Linked DNA regions of Sus scrofa: all the other regions are linked to region 3. The links are chromatin contacts, called in public HiChIP or PLAC-seq maps. All regions are on one chromosome and are shown on one strand. Each heading gives the region's core, a stretch centred on a gene start, on an enhancer-like site or on the middle of the called end of the contact. The rest is flanking DNA. Distances are from core to core; before and after follow the strand shown.

Region 1 (3,161 bases), core at 532-3,031, 230 kb after region 3:
GAGACAGTAAGGTTATAGAAGCAACAGGACTTGTTCATTTAAAAATTTTTAGTTGAGGAATTCCTGTTTTGGCTCAGTGGGTTGAGAACCTGACAGAGTGTCTGTGAGGATGTGATCCCTGGATTAAGTATCTGGCATCGCCACAAGCTGCAGGGAGGTCGCAGATGCAGCTCAGAAATGGTGTGGCTGTGGCATAGGCTCACAGCTGTGGCTCTGATTCAACCCCATATATTGCAGGTGCAGCCCTAAGAAGAAAAAAGAAATGTAGTTGATTGACAGTGTCGTGTTAGTTTCAGGTGTACAGCAAAGTGATTCCGCCAAGCATAAAGACTTGTTCATTAATTGGATGTGGACGTGGGAGGGGAAGGAGGAATCTAGGGCTACTTCCAGGTTTCTGGTTGAGGCAGCTGGATGGATGATGGTGAGGGACGGGAACAGGGAATACAGGAGCAGACTGACGCTAGGCTGTAGGGTACATTGGTTGTTTTTGTAGGCTCTGGTATCTGATATACCTTGGTTTGAACACCGCCTCTGCACTTATTAGCTGTGTCATATTCAGCATGTTATGTAACTTGAACCTCAATAAATTGGAAATAACACAACTTACTTCTTGTGTGCGTATGTGTGAATTGAATGCACAGTGTCTGGTCTTTAGTAGGCACATTATAATGTTAGCTATTATTACCTCTCAGAAAGGGTTCAGGGAGGAGGCCTAGGAAAAAATAGAGAAAGCCTTTAGGAAACGCTACTGTGAAAAGAACTTGGTCAAGTCAAAAGAGGAAAAGTATAGTGCTGTGGCCAGAAAGAGGAGGTCAGACAGGGCTGAGCTACAGCCACGTTGCTGAGCAGATGAGTCACTGAAAGTGATGGGCTGAGCTGCCCAGGCCACAGCTGAACTCTGTGGCCAGGCTGGTCTGTGCTGTAATATGACTTCATTGTCAGTGAGGAGTCGTGGGGGTGTTCCGGAAGCCCTTAGGTCTTCCCCTTGCCCCTGGAGGAATGCATCACTTCTTCCTCTTTTATAGCCCCCCCCACCCCCGCTTACTTTCTGGAAGCATAAGGAAACAGTGGGAAGGGACGGGAAAACCAGAGTCCGAGTCCTGTCTAGTTTGCTCAGGGGCCTGGTGCCTGTTCCTTCGCCTTGGTCTTCTCTTTTTTTTTGGCCGCTGGCGGGACGTGAGGAAGCTTCTGGGCAAGGGATCCAAGCCCCGCCGGAGCAGGGACCCCAGGCGCAGCAGTGACCCGCTGTGCCACAACGGAACGCCCACCGTGGTCTTGTTATCCGTAACAGCACAATGGGCAGACCTGCCTTCTGTGCGATGTGAAGATTTGACGGCGGTGGGCAGGTGCTCCGTAAAAAGGCACGCTTTGGTGTTGTGTTCCCTGGTTCCATATTTTGTCTCCTTAGGGCTCCTGGTTCTTCCTGCTCCCCGCCTAGTTCCTCGAGCACGCTTATCAGTGCTAATTCATTTTTGGATCCCCAGCCCTTCGCGTGGCCGGGCATTCAATTTCATGAATGGATGAACGAACGAATCAATGAGCGCTCGCCGCGGCCGCCGGCGCGTCGGGCCCCGCCCCCTTCCGCTCTGCCTCCTCTCCCCGCGGCGGCCGCGCGGTGGGGCCACGGGCGGGTCTCTCGCGACCGTTCGCTGGCGCGTGCGCGGGAGGCCGCGCGCGGCCGGAGGTGGCGGGCGGGCTCCCGGTGCGCGCGCGCGCGGGGAAGGGAGGGGCGGGGCCCGGCCCGAGGCAGGCAGGCGGGCCGGCGGGCTGGCGGCCGGCGGCTGGCGCTGGAGCGGGCGGCGGCGGCGCCGGCGGCGGGGGGCCGGCCGAGCGTGTGCCGGGTGGGGGGAGCCGAGGCCGCGGCGATGCTGCCGCCTCCGTAGGGAGCGCCGGGGAGGCTGCGGCGCTTGAGGCTCCAGGGAGCGCGGAGGAGCTGCGGGCTGGGGTCGGTGGCTTTGGGCGCCTGCCCCGCCATGGTGGCCGCGGGCGGTGGTTGGCGCGGCAGCGCTGCGGCCCGGGGCCGTGCGGGGCCGGGACGGTCGCGGCGCTGACGCCCGCGGTGCCCAGCTGCAGATATGAAGCGGAGCCGCGGCCGCGACCGACCGCAGCCGCCGCCGCCGCCGCCGGTCGCGCGTCGGGAGGATGGGGCTCAGCGGGCGGCGGAGCTGCCCCAGCCCTTAGCCCCGCGCCGGCGAGCGCCGCCCGGGAGGCAGCGCCTGGAGGAGCGGACCGGGCCCCCGGGGCCAGAAGTCCCGGAGCAGGTAGGGCGGGCCGTGATCTGGAAAGGAAAGCCTGGGGAAGGGGAGCCTGAATGGGAGCGAGGAGGGGGAGGGCTCGCTCCGGCGGGAAGACTTGAGCTTGGGCGTTGAAGGGGTGGGGACTGAATAGTTCGGCAGGAGGAATGGGAGGTCTGGAGAGGCGGAAAAATGGGGAGTGGAGACTTGGAAGTGATGGTCTGGGGTTGATGGGAGATGAGGGAGCAGGGGGATGAAAACCGGTCCTCTGAGCGTCTGAGGTCAGGATGGGAAGAAGGGGCGATGGAATGTGGGCTGGGAGTAAATGAAGTGCAAAGAATAGGCTCACTAAAGCGGTGTGGAGGAGTTATCCCGAGGGGTAAATAGTGGCGTAAGGTAGGGACCGTCAGTATGATCATGTGCGTTATCCTTCTCTTGGAGATGATCTTGGCAGTTGTGAAAACGGATGTCATTCTTAAGAATTCTCTGATTTTTCATCATTATAGTCTTGTAGGCGTATGATCACAATCATTCTTAAGTTTTGCTTCTGTAACTATCCCTTTCCTGAGAAAGCACTTTTTAAAACATAGGCTGTTAACATCTGTGCTTTGGGGATGGATGAGTGCAATCTCAAGCCCAGTACAGTGAGCAGAGAATTCCTGGGTACAGTTTTCCGCGTTGTAGGAGTTTACCACGGCAGACACCGTAGTGGGAAAACATATATGGAAAGAAGTGCCAGAAGTTCATGGGGTTTCCGAATGGACAGGATGTGTTCATATAACTTATCAAGTGTAGGCGTATTTAAAAGGAGGGATAAAGGTCAGTTTTATTTGTCGGGAGGAGTCGTCACTAATAACTGTAGGACGTTCAGTGTAACAGTATGTGGCCCTTGATCTTGTGGGATTGACAGAACAAAAGTTCTGTAGT
Region 2 (3,057 bases), core at 79-2,578, 160 kb before region 3:
TCGGTAGAAAGGCTGAAGATGAACTGAAAACAGCAAAAAACGGAAGTGAACGAGTTGAGAGTCTTTGGTGGGAACCAAAGCCCCTGGGAAAGGACTAGTGTCCGGTAGGCGCAGAGCATCTCCCGGTAGCAGGAATCGTGTTCAAACCCCCTGCAGGTCAACTATACCTCCTAACTGCTGACAATTTGTCCCTGCTAGAGTCCTAATTCAAGTCCCTATTATCACGCATCAGGGTTACTTAAAAGGTGTCCCTGCTACCGGGACGCTCTCATCTCCCGCAGCCTCATTTCCCGTCCCGCTCCCCGCTTCTTTCACTTCCTGGGACGAAAGGCGCTCTCCACCCTCCCCAGGAACTTGCCCATTCCCAGAATATTGCTCTTTCTCCACACTCCCCTGTCTCTGCATAACTCATATGCGTGCTTTAAGCTCAGCTCGGGCAGCGCCACCTCCTCTGGGGGGGAACCCCCGCACCCCCGTCCCGGAGCACCCCTCCCCGCGCCGCGGCGCTCAGGTCCACATTCCCGCCGCGCTGTGGGCGAATTACCTCTCGCGCGGTCTCGCGCGGCCGGCTCCCGACTGGACGCCAGGGGGCGTGGCTCCGGCCAATCCGGGAGGTCAGCGGGAACACGCCAGCCAATAGGCTCTCAGCGCGCGCCGGGCCCGCTGCTCCGCGCCAGCCCCGGGAGCTCTGAACGGAAGTCCGACCTGTCGGCGACCCAGGGGGCGAGGCGAGGCGCCGCCACCTCCCCGACGGCGAGAGCCGAGCCGGGGGACGAAGCGGAAGTCCCGCGGACCCACTGACTATACTGAAGAGAGACTCGCGGTGTCATGGCCGCCGACAGTGACGACGGCGCAGCCTCAGCTCCAGCCGTTTCTGACGGTGAGTGGCTTCCCGGGGACAGCTTTGAAATCCTGTACGTTTGGCGGGGCGGGAGGGCCTCAGGTTCACTGTTCGAAGAAACCGACCTCAAGTTTCAGAGGACTAGCTGCTTCCTTCTGGACCAGCCACGAGGAGACTACAAGTCCCGGCGTGCACCGCGACGCTGGCTGCGGAAGTCTGGCGTGCTGGCGCGGAGTCGGGACGTGCAGGGGCGTGCCGGGAGATGCAGTCCGGAGCTCGAAGCTCTGTTAAGCGGGGCGGGTGGGGAGTTGTGGGCAGGAAGTGGGACGGATGCGGGCGTAATGTATCAGGCTCTGCGCGCGCTCTGGCTGCTGCCGCGTGTGGCTATGAGGTGCCCCGGGAACGGTGCTGTAGAGCCTTGCAGGATATTAAAGGAGCCGAGGTCCTCCATCCTTGCAAAAGATTTCGTAGAGGATGTGGGGAAAAGGAACCTCACAGATCATCGAGCCCAACCTTAGTCTTTTACAGGTTTTGATGCTGAGGAGGAAGACACTTTCCCAGCCTCATAATCTTCTGAAAGACCTGGGCTTTTTTTCCCCAAAATCGGGGCACTGTGCACCCCAAGGCCTGTGTATTGAGCATAAGTGATACAAAGGCTTGAGGGGAAAGCTGCCATATCTTGCCTAAAGAGAAACTGCTCCTGCCTCTGCCCCCAGCCATGGCCTAGCTTAGTGTTTGTTCTCATGGGCCCTCTGCCTGAGCGTCGTCACCCTCCTTACCCCCAGGTGGTGTCCACCAAAGCACAAAATCTGGGGAGGAGCTGGCAATCCAGGTTCCCGTGGTGGATGTACAAAACGACAACTTCAAGGAAATGTGGCCGTCCCTCCTGCTGGCCATAAAGACAGCTAGCTTTGTGGCTGTGGACACGGTGAGGGTTGGGGAACTGGGAGAGCCGGTGGTTGTGAGGGGGCTGGTGCTGCGGACCTAACACAGCTCTCTCTTTGCTGACGCTTAGGAACTGAGTGGGCTTGGGGACCGGAAGAGTTTGCTGAACCAGTAAGTGTAAGCCCTGATCTCTTTAGTCCTAGCCTTGGCAGGAGGGGCAGAGCTCAGCCCTGGAGTGGAGGTCACAGTCCTGGGTGGTTTGGGTCCGTCATGAGGCTAAGTCCCAGCCACAGCCACTCCCAACCTCAACCCCAAGGTGCATCGAGGAACGTTACAAGGCCGTGTGTCATGCTGCCAGGACCCGTTCCATCCTCTCCCTGGGCCTCGCTTGCTTTAAGCACCAGCCGGACAAGGTATGGGCTGATCTCACCCTCTCCCAGGTCTGTGGCTGGGGGAGGAGGGTTGAGATCCTAGAGAACATCAGCTGTGAGGTTTTTTCCTCCCAAGGCTTGACGTAGCAGAACCTCCTTCTCTCCCAGGGTGACCATTCATACCTGGTCCAGGTGTTCAATCTGACCCTGCTGTGCATGGAGGAGTATGTCATAGAACCAAAGTCCGTGCAGTTCCTGGTCCAGCATGGTTTCAACTTCAACCGGCAGTATGCCCAGGGCATCCCCTACCACAAGGGCAACGACAAGGTAGGACTCCAGCCTTGAGGCGGCCCTTTCTGTGACTTCATTTCTTACTCCTCTTTGCGGCTGGGTGCCTGGGGGAGGATCTGTTTCTTAGGCACATGGGGCGTCGTGACAGCTGGGGAAACAAAACATACCTTGGTGAAGAGCGCTGGATTAGACAGCAGGAGAGAACTTTCCAAGTGAGGGAGCCTGGGATGTATGTGTCCTGCAAAAGAGGCTTCCCTGGGGACTCTGTCCTTCCCAGTGACCCCTTTCTTTCCACCCAGGGCGATGAGAGCCAGAGCCAGTCAGTGAGGACCCTGTTCCTGGAGCTGATCCGGGCCCGCCGGCCCCTGGTGTTGCACAACGGTCTTATAGACCTGGTGTTCCTGTACCAGCACTTCTATGCGCACCTGCCCGAGAGCTTGGGAACCTTCACTGCTGACCTGTGTGAAATGTTCCCAGCTGGCATTTATGACACCAAATATGCTGCTGAGTTTCACGCCCGCTTTGTGGCCTCCTACCTAGAATATGCCTTCCGGAAATGGTGAGGGACTGGTTGAGGGAACAGGGTGGGGCCTGGTATTGTCTTGACTATTTCACTCACTTAAGACATTGATTGAGTGCCTCCCCTGTGCCAGGCACTGTGTTGGGTGC
Region 3 (3,144 bases), core at 88-2,587:
CCTTTAAATAATAAAACAAACAAGAAAAAACAACCAGTAAGACACGAAGCAACTTGGCAACCAAACATAGTATATGACCCTAACACTAACGGCCTTCTGGTCCAGACCTGCTTTTCCGGGTGCCCCCACGTCCACTAAAGCACAACCAATGGGGGGGGGGGGGAAAGGCTGCAGGACTTCCAGCCGACGAGGTCCCCTCAGGAAAGCTCCCCTTGAAGTTCCCCGGAGAAAACTACGGCCCCCCCCCCCGAAAGGCCAATTCAAGTGGTTTCCTGCCACCCCCATCGTCCCTCCGCTGCACTTCGGAAGCACCAGGAGTCTTCACTAACGGCATTTAGAATCACCACAAACCCCATTCTGCACATGGAAAAAGATGGAGAAGGGAATCAGGACCCACGGCTACACTGGTGAGCAGGCACAGCCTCTTCCCCTCCTACACGACGGACGGGCAGTCTGTTTCTGACCAGTTTCTGAATCCGTCTTAGAAGCTTCGGGAACCCGTCCGCCCCGTAGGGGACCCCGTCACCACCCACCCGCCCCGACGGCCCCGCCAAGCCAATCAGCGCCCTCTGCTTGAGTTGCCGGGGGAAGAGGGGACGCAGGGCGCGGGCGGCGTCGGGGTTCAACCAGGCAGCTGTCCCGCAGGCAAAGGGGGTCCCATGTGAGGCTCCCTCTCCGGCAGAGCGTCCCCCCAGTTAAGCCGGGCGGGCCGGGAGGAAGAGAAGGAAGAGGAGGAAAAGGCAACGAGAGAGGAGTGGGGCGCTGCGGTCGGTCGGCTGAAGCCGCGCCGCCCACAAACTCACCAGTCCTCAAGCAGAAGCCACCGAGCGCAGCCAGGAAGCAGACACGCGAAGCACGCGCGGGGCGCTGCCTTTATAGCCCGTGAGGCTCTCGCGAGAGTCAGGGCGGGCCGGGGGTGCGGGCGGGGGAGACGGAAGGGGGATCTGGCCCCAGCACCGCCCCGACCCAACTCGCCCCGCCGGGATGACTCAGCGCTTTCCTTCCCTGGGGGCGGGCTCGGGTGGAGACAGTACCAATCCCCTCCTCGCCTTCGAGGGTTGAGGTGTCCGCGGAAGGCACCTTTTAGATCAATCACTTTCCTTCCCGATGCCTCCGTGAATCCAAGATTTGAGGCGGGGCGGGGGTGGGGGAGTCCGTGCGCCTTGCCCTTCAAGCCCAAACCTGGGTAAAGGTCCTCACTGCTGCCCACGGAAGACCCCCCCCCATCGGGCCGGAGAAAGATCTATCCAAATATTTCTCAGATATTCCGCCCAGATTCCCACAACCTCTGCTCTAGTGCTGATCTCAGTAACCCAGATTGCTTAGACAGCCTCCCTTAATTGCTCTGTCTGACAGCAGGATGGCTGCTTTTCCATCTCCCTCTATGGGTTCCTACCTCTGCCTTCCCTTCCCATCCATTCCACTGCAGCTGGAGGGACTCTGAAATCTGACCATATTACTCACGCCTCTAATTTGTGGTTCCGAAAAACTGATCCTGTATTCTTGAGTTAAAACTCCTCACTGTCATTCTGTGTGACCTTCATGCAAGAGTCTTAATCTGTTAGCCTTACTCTTCTCCCCTGTAAAAATGGGAATGCACCACGAGTGTGGCCAAAAAGAAAAAATAAAAACAAGTAAATCCTTAAAAAAAAAAAGAAAGGGAATGCTATTAACTCTTTGTTGAGATCATCTCTGTAGTTTATTTAGCACAGTACCTAGTTCTTTGCTCCTCTTTGTAACACCCAGAACAGAGTGTAGCTGTTTCACGCCTTCAGGCTCTTGCTCAAGCACAAAGAACCTGTTCCTATTTGGCCTAGAGAAAACGTATCTGAAGATAGCTGAAGCACTACTTCCTCTGGAACTCTTCTTTCACTCATCCCCAGAATTAACCATTCCCCTTCATGCCCAAACGATAACAACAACAAAAACCTTTTAGGTCATGGCTCAGTGGTTAACGATTCCGACTAGGAACCATGAAGTTGCAGGTTCAATCCCTGGCCTTGCTCAGTGGGTTAAGGATCCCGCGTTGCCATGAGCTGTGGTGTAGGTTGCAGATGCGGCTCGGATCCCGCGTTGCTGTGGCTCTGGCATAGGCCTGTGGCTACAGCTCCAATTCGACCTCTAGCCTGGGAACCTCCATATGCCGAGGGAGTGGTCCTAGAAAAGGCAAAAAGACAAAAACAAAAACAAACAAACAAAAAAACCCACAAACCTTTAAAGCTAATTTACTTGTTTATGTGTTTACCTCTCCTTATTAGACTGACTTTCTGGAGGGTAGGGTTTGTTACATCCACCTCTGATTCCTCAAGTCACAACATAACAGCTGATATAAAATAGGAATGTTAAAAAAAAAAAAAAAAAAGGAATGTTTAAGAAATAATATTGTGTTCCCCTTTCTGCCCCCATCCCCCATTATTCTCCTAACTCCATTGGACCTTTATAGCAGGATAAGAAAGAGGGAAGTGCTGTGTCATGCTGGCTGGGCATCTCAATATTTGGAGGTATTTATCATCCTGCCATCAACAGAAGTGATTTTTTGTTTTTTCTTTCTCTGAGGCAGAACTGTTACTTGGGCATTATTCATTTCCTTTTTTTTTTCTTTTTTTTTTTTTTAATTGCTGTGGCCAAGGCTTTAGGGCTTTCTGGGGCCAGGGTTCTGCCTGTACCACAGCAGTGACCCGAGCTGCTGAGTGACAACACCAGATCCTTAACCCACTGCACCATAGGGAACTCATTTCCTTTTTTTTTTTTTTCCCTTTACATGTCCTTTTTTAATTTATTATCTTGAGTGTCATTATTGGCTCCCATTAGAAATTGTATTCACTGGTCTATGACTGATCCCAGGTGTCAAAACCAGCAGATATTGGATGTCCACAGGAAATCTGTAAAGCAATCATAGTATTCAGCTCATTTTATTTATTTATATATATATATATATATATTTTTTTTTTTTTTTTGGTCTTGTTTCGCCATTTCTTGGGCCACTCCGGCAGCATATGGAGGTTCCCAGGCTAGGGGTCGAATCAGAGATGTAGCTGCCGGCCTACACCACAGCTCATGGCAACGCCGGATCCTTAACCCACTGAGCAAGGGCAGGGATTGAACCCAAGACCTCATGGTTCCTAGCTGGATTCGTTAACCACT
Region 4 (2,823 bases), core at 172-2,671, 140 kb after region 3:
GCCCCTTCGTCCTGCACACCCCACCTCTGGGGAAGCACGCCTCTCCGAACTACCTCTACAGGTGCTCACCGGTAGGCGTGTGTGTTTGCCGACCCCTTCCCACTTTCGGCTCCTGCCTTCCACGTGCGCGCGCGTCGCTAAGACTCCAGCCCCCAGCGGGCCTCGCTGCCGGGCTCTGGAGTCCTGCGCGGCTGGGCCCGAGGCGTTGCCCACTGGGAGTGCTAGTTCCGCCCGACCGCTGGCGTCACGCCCCTGTCCCAGCACCGGGAGGATTTCGGGTCTGAGTCTGCTCCCGTGCCAGGGCGGAGAAGCTGTTTCTCTGACCCAAAGTTTCATTGGGTGTCGCGTAACGGGAAGGGGCGGCGCTGCCATGACGGAGGAGGAAATAAAAGTGAAAGCCGATAGCGGCTGGAAGGGGTTAGCATCAGGAAGAATGTGCTGTGAGCCCGTTCTGCACGCGAAGCTAAACCTTGAGAGAGCTGGTAACCAGGAAGCTAGACTACATAGAATCTGGAGGAATGTGAAACTGGCCATCCTGGGCCGGTTCAGGTCTCCCATTGTCTTCAGACAGATACGTCTAGTGGTGCTTCCTTTTTTTTTTTTTTTTCCAGCCGCACTCGCGGCGTAGGAAAGTGCTCTGGTCAGGGATTCATTCCGAGCCAGAGCTGCGACTTACGCCATAGCTGCAGCAAGGAGAGATCCTTAACCCATTGCAGTGGGCTGGGCATCCAACTGGCACCTCTACAGAGACAAGTGGGGTCATTAACCAGCTGTGCCACAGCGGGAACTCCCGATGACAGACTGAAATTGAAGCTCAGAGAAGGGAAGGGACTTGCTCAAGGTCACCTAGCTCACAAACAAAAGTTAAAGCGGAGAGCGACAGGAGGAATAATCTAACTTCCGGGTCACCCTCAAGCCCAAGACTCTTACCACGTCTTTCATGGAAGTGAAAGTCCTGCCCCGGTGCTTTTTATTTCTTAACTAAGTTTTCAGTTAGCAGCAAAGAAAATGAAGTGGAAACAGGTGTTTGTTTTCTTAGCTAGTATTAGTTCAGGACCCCAATGAGAAGGGAGATGTGCCCCGTTGATCCTAGAAACTTTGTTGTTACGCAAAGTAAAAAAATGAATTCCAGAGATAGCAAGCAATTTGGCCAAGTCATACTTGGCCTAGACTCCAAATCTCTCCTACCTTGCTCCACCACCATCACTCTGAGATGGTTCCAGTAGTTTCACTCCACCTTCCCGAACTCTGCGGAGCAGATTCTTCTGGCTGGGAAACCTGGAATAGAAAGGCAAGGACCGTTCAGATGCCCTAAGAATTCCAAAGCCGGCTTTCACTAGAATCAAGATGTTAGAGTCCAAGACAGAAAGCCTGGAATTGGGAACCAGTTAGGGGTGGTTAGGTCTCCAGCCGGACTGATTTTTTTCCGGCTCCCAGGAAGTGGGAGGCTAATAACCCCCACTTGCCGGAAGTGCTTTTTCCAGAGAGCCTGGCCAATCTTGCAGCTCAGCTTTCCACCTCCCCGCGCGACGCTGGCAAGTAAGTAACAGCGCTGCTGCGACCAGTGCAGGTTGGGAAAGGGGGGCACCAAGCCTTCAGAGTAAAACTGAAACCGCAGGCACAGTTGGGCACAGTTTCCCGAGGATCTTTGCATCCAGACCCCGCCTTCCCTTTTCTCTGCTGTCGGCGCTGAGACTTGCATTTTGCAACTCTTATATTTGAGGCAGTGGAAACCTTGAGCTTTTTCACCAAAATTGAGCAGATTAACACTTGGGGCTTTGTCCTTTAAACCCCTCACCAGTTGCCGTCCTCAGGCTTTTAGGGTGTCACTTTTTCGCTTCAATACTCTTGAGATGGGAAGCACATGTCACCTTGCATAGAAAGTTCGAAAGGTTGAGGGAGCATTAAGCTTTTTAATGGGGTGATTTTGAACAAAGGTGAATGTGTGGGCCATGCGGATACGTGTGTCTGGGAGTCAGGAGTAGATGTGTGTTATCTAACCTCTGCTCAGAGGCCAGAGATAAACGTCCTGCTTGCTTCCTTATTCATAGAATGAAGACACTGACTGGCTGGTGTACAGAATTTCTTGACCCAGCCCTAAGATCTGTAGTCAAGAAATTAGTTCACCAAGTTTTTTAATCAAGCAGCAACTGTGGGGTTTGGATTTTTAGACACCTCATTCTTCTGGTTAAGAATGGAACTCATGTAAACATGATAGATGTAGATTCATATTTTCACACAGCCACTTACTGGGCTGCTTATATTGTGTAAGGTGGGAATAATAGCTAATATTTTTTGAGTGCCTACTTTGTGTTAGGAACAGTTGTCAGCTCTTTACATGTATTGACTTTTTTTTTTTTTTAAAAATACAAAGACCCTATGTAGTTATTATAAGCCTTGTAGATGAGTGAACTGCACCATAGCCAGCTTAAATAATTTGTCCAAAGTGATATAGCTAATACTATGTTGGAGCCAGGATTCCAAACCAGATTATTTGACTCAAGTCTGCACTCTAACTTAACAGGCAATACTGTTTCCAGCACCAAGTTGATGAGGTCATTGTATTGAATGAGTTAGTGCATATAAAACACATAGTTACAGTGCCTGCTAAATTGTATTGATTGCTACTATCATTACTTTGAGCTGTAAACTACAAAGCCCCAAAACATACCTTAAGGGAAAAAAAAAAAAAAAGCAGAGAAGCTATATGACTTTCAGTGTTTTGTCTTTTTTTCTTCGGCCGCACCCGTATGGAAGTCCCAGGCTAGAGGTCGAATTGGAGCTGTAGCCACCAACCTACGCCAGAACCACAGCAACTCGGGA

Evidence for each region. HiChIP or PLAC-seq counts read pairs in DNA pulled down with a chosen protein or histone mark.
Region 1: a contact with region 3 is called in an H3K27ac HiChIP or PLAC-seq map of alveolar macrophages. The contact joins the promoter of MAST2 here to the promoter of PRDX1 in region 3. A contact is called at or near these places in 2 of 47 Hi-C or Micro-C datasets (embryonic fibroblasts and fibroblasts) and 1 of 2 datasets of contacts at active chromatin or transcription factors (alveolar macrophages).
Region 2: a contact with region 3 is called in an H3K27ac HiChIP or PLAC-seq map of alveolar macrophages. The contact joins the promoter of MUTYH here to the promoter of PRDX1 in region 3. A contact is called at or near these places in 2 of 2 datasets of contacts at active chromatin or transcription factors (alveolar macrophages and skeletal muscle).
Region 4: an H3K27ac HiChIP or PLAC-seq map of alveolar macrophages shows a contact between it and region 3. The contact joins the promoter of GPBP1L1 here to the promoter of PRDX1 in region 3. A contact is called at or near these places in 1 of 47 Hi-C or Micro-C datasets (embryonic fibroblasts) and 1 of 2 datasets of contacts at active chromatin or transcription factors (alveolar macrophages).

The regions. Positions count from the first base shown.
Region 1 is chr6:165,618,649-165,621,809 of Sscrofa11.1, reverse strand. It overlaps MAST2 (microtubule-associated serine/threonine-protein kinase 2), which reads left to right and starts at 1,781. Exons shown (of 34, transcript XM_021096724.1): 1 at 1,781-2,261. The coding sequence starts at 2,076.
Region 2 is chr6:166,001,124-166,004,180 of Sscrofa11.1, reverse strand. MUTYH (adenine DNA glycosylase) reads right to left here and starts at 1,328. Exons shown (of 16, transcript XM_021096748.1): 1 at 545-1,328. It overlaps TOE1 (target of EGR1 protein 1), which reads left to right and starts at 611. Exons shown (of 9, transcript XM_003128045.4): 1 at 611-880; 2 at 1,627-1,769; 3 at 1,857-1,897; 4 at 2,043-2,139; 5 at 2,266-2,424; 6 at 2,688-2,947. The coding sequence starts at 829.
Region 3 is chr6:165,845,583-165,848,726 of Sscrofa11.1, reverse strand. PRDX1 (peroxiredoxin-1) reads right to left here and starts at 1,337. Exons shown (of 6, transcript XM_021096742.1): 1 at 804-1,337.
Region 4 is chr6:165,707,562-165,710,384 of Sscrofa11.1, reverse strand. It overlaps GPBP1L1 (vasculin-like protein 1), which reads right to left and starts at 1,421. Exons shown (of 12, transcript XM_021096736.1): 1 at 1,189-1,421. It overlaps TMEM69 (transmembrane protein 69), which reads left to right and starts at 1,402. Exons shown (of 3, transcript XM_021096737.1): 1 at 1,402-1,539.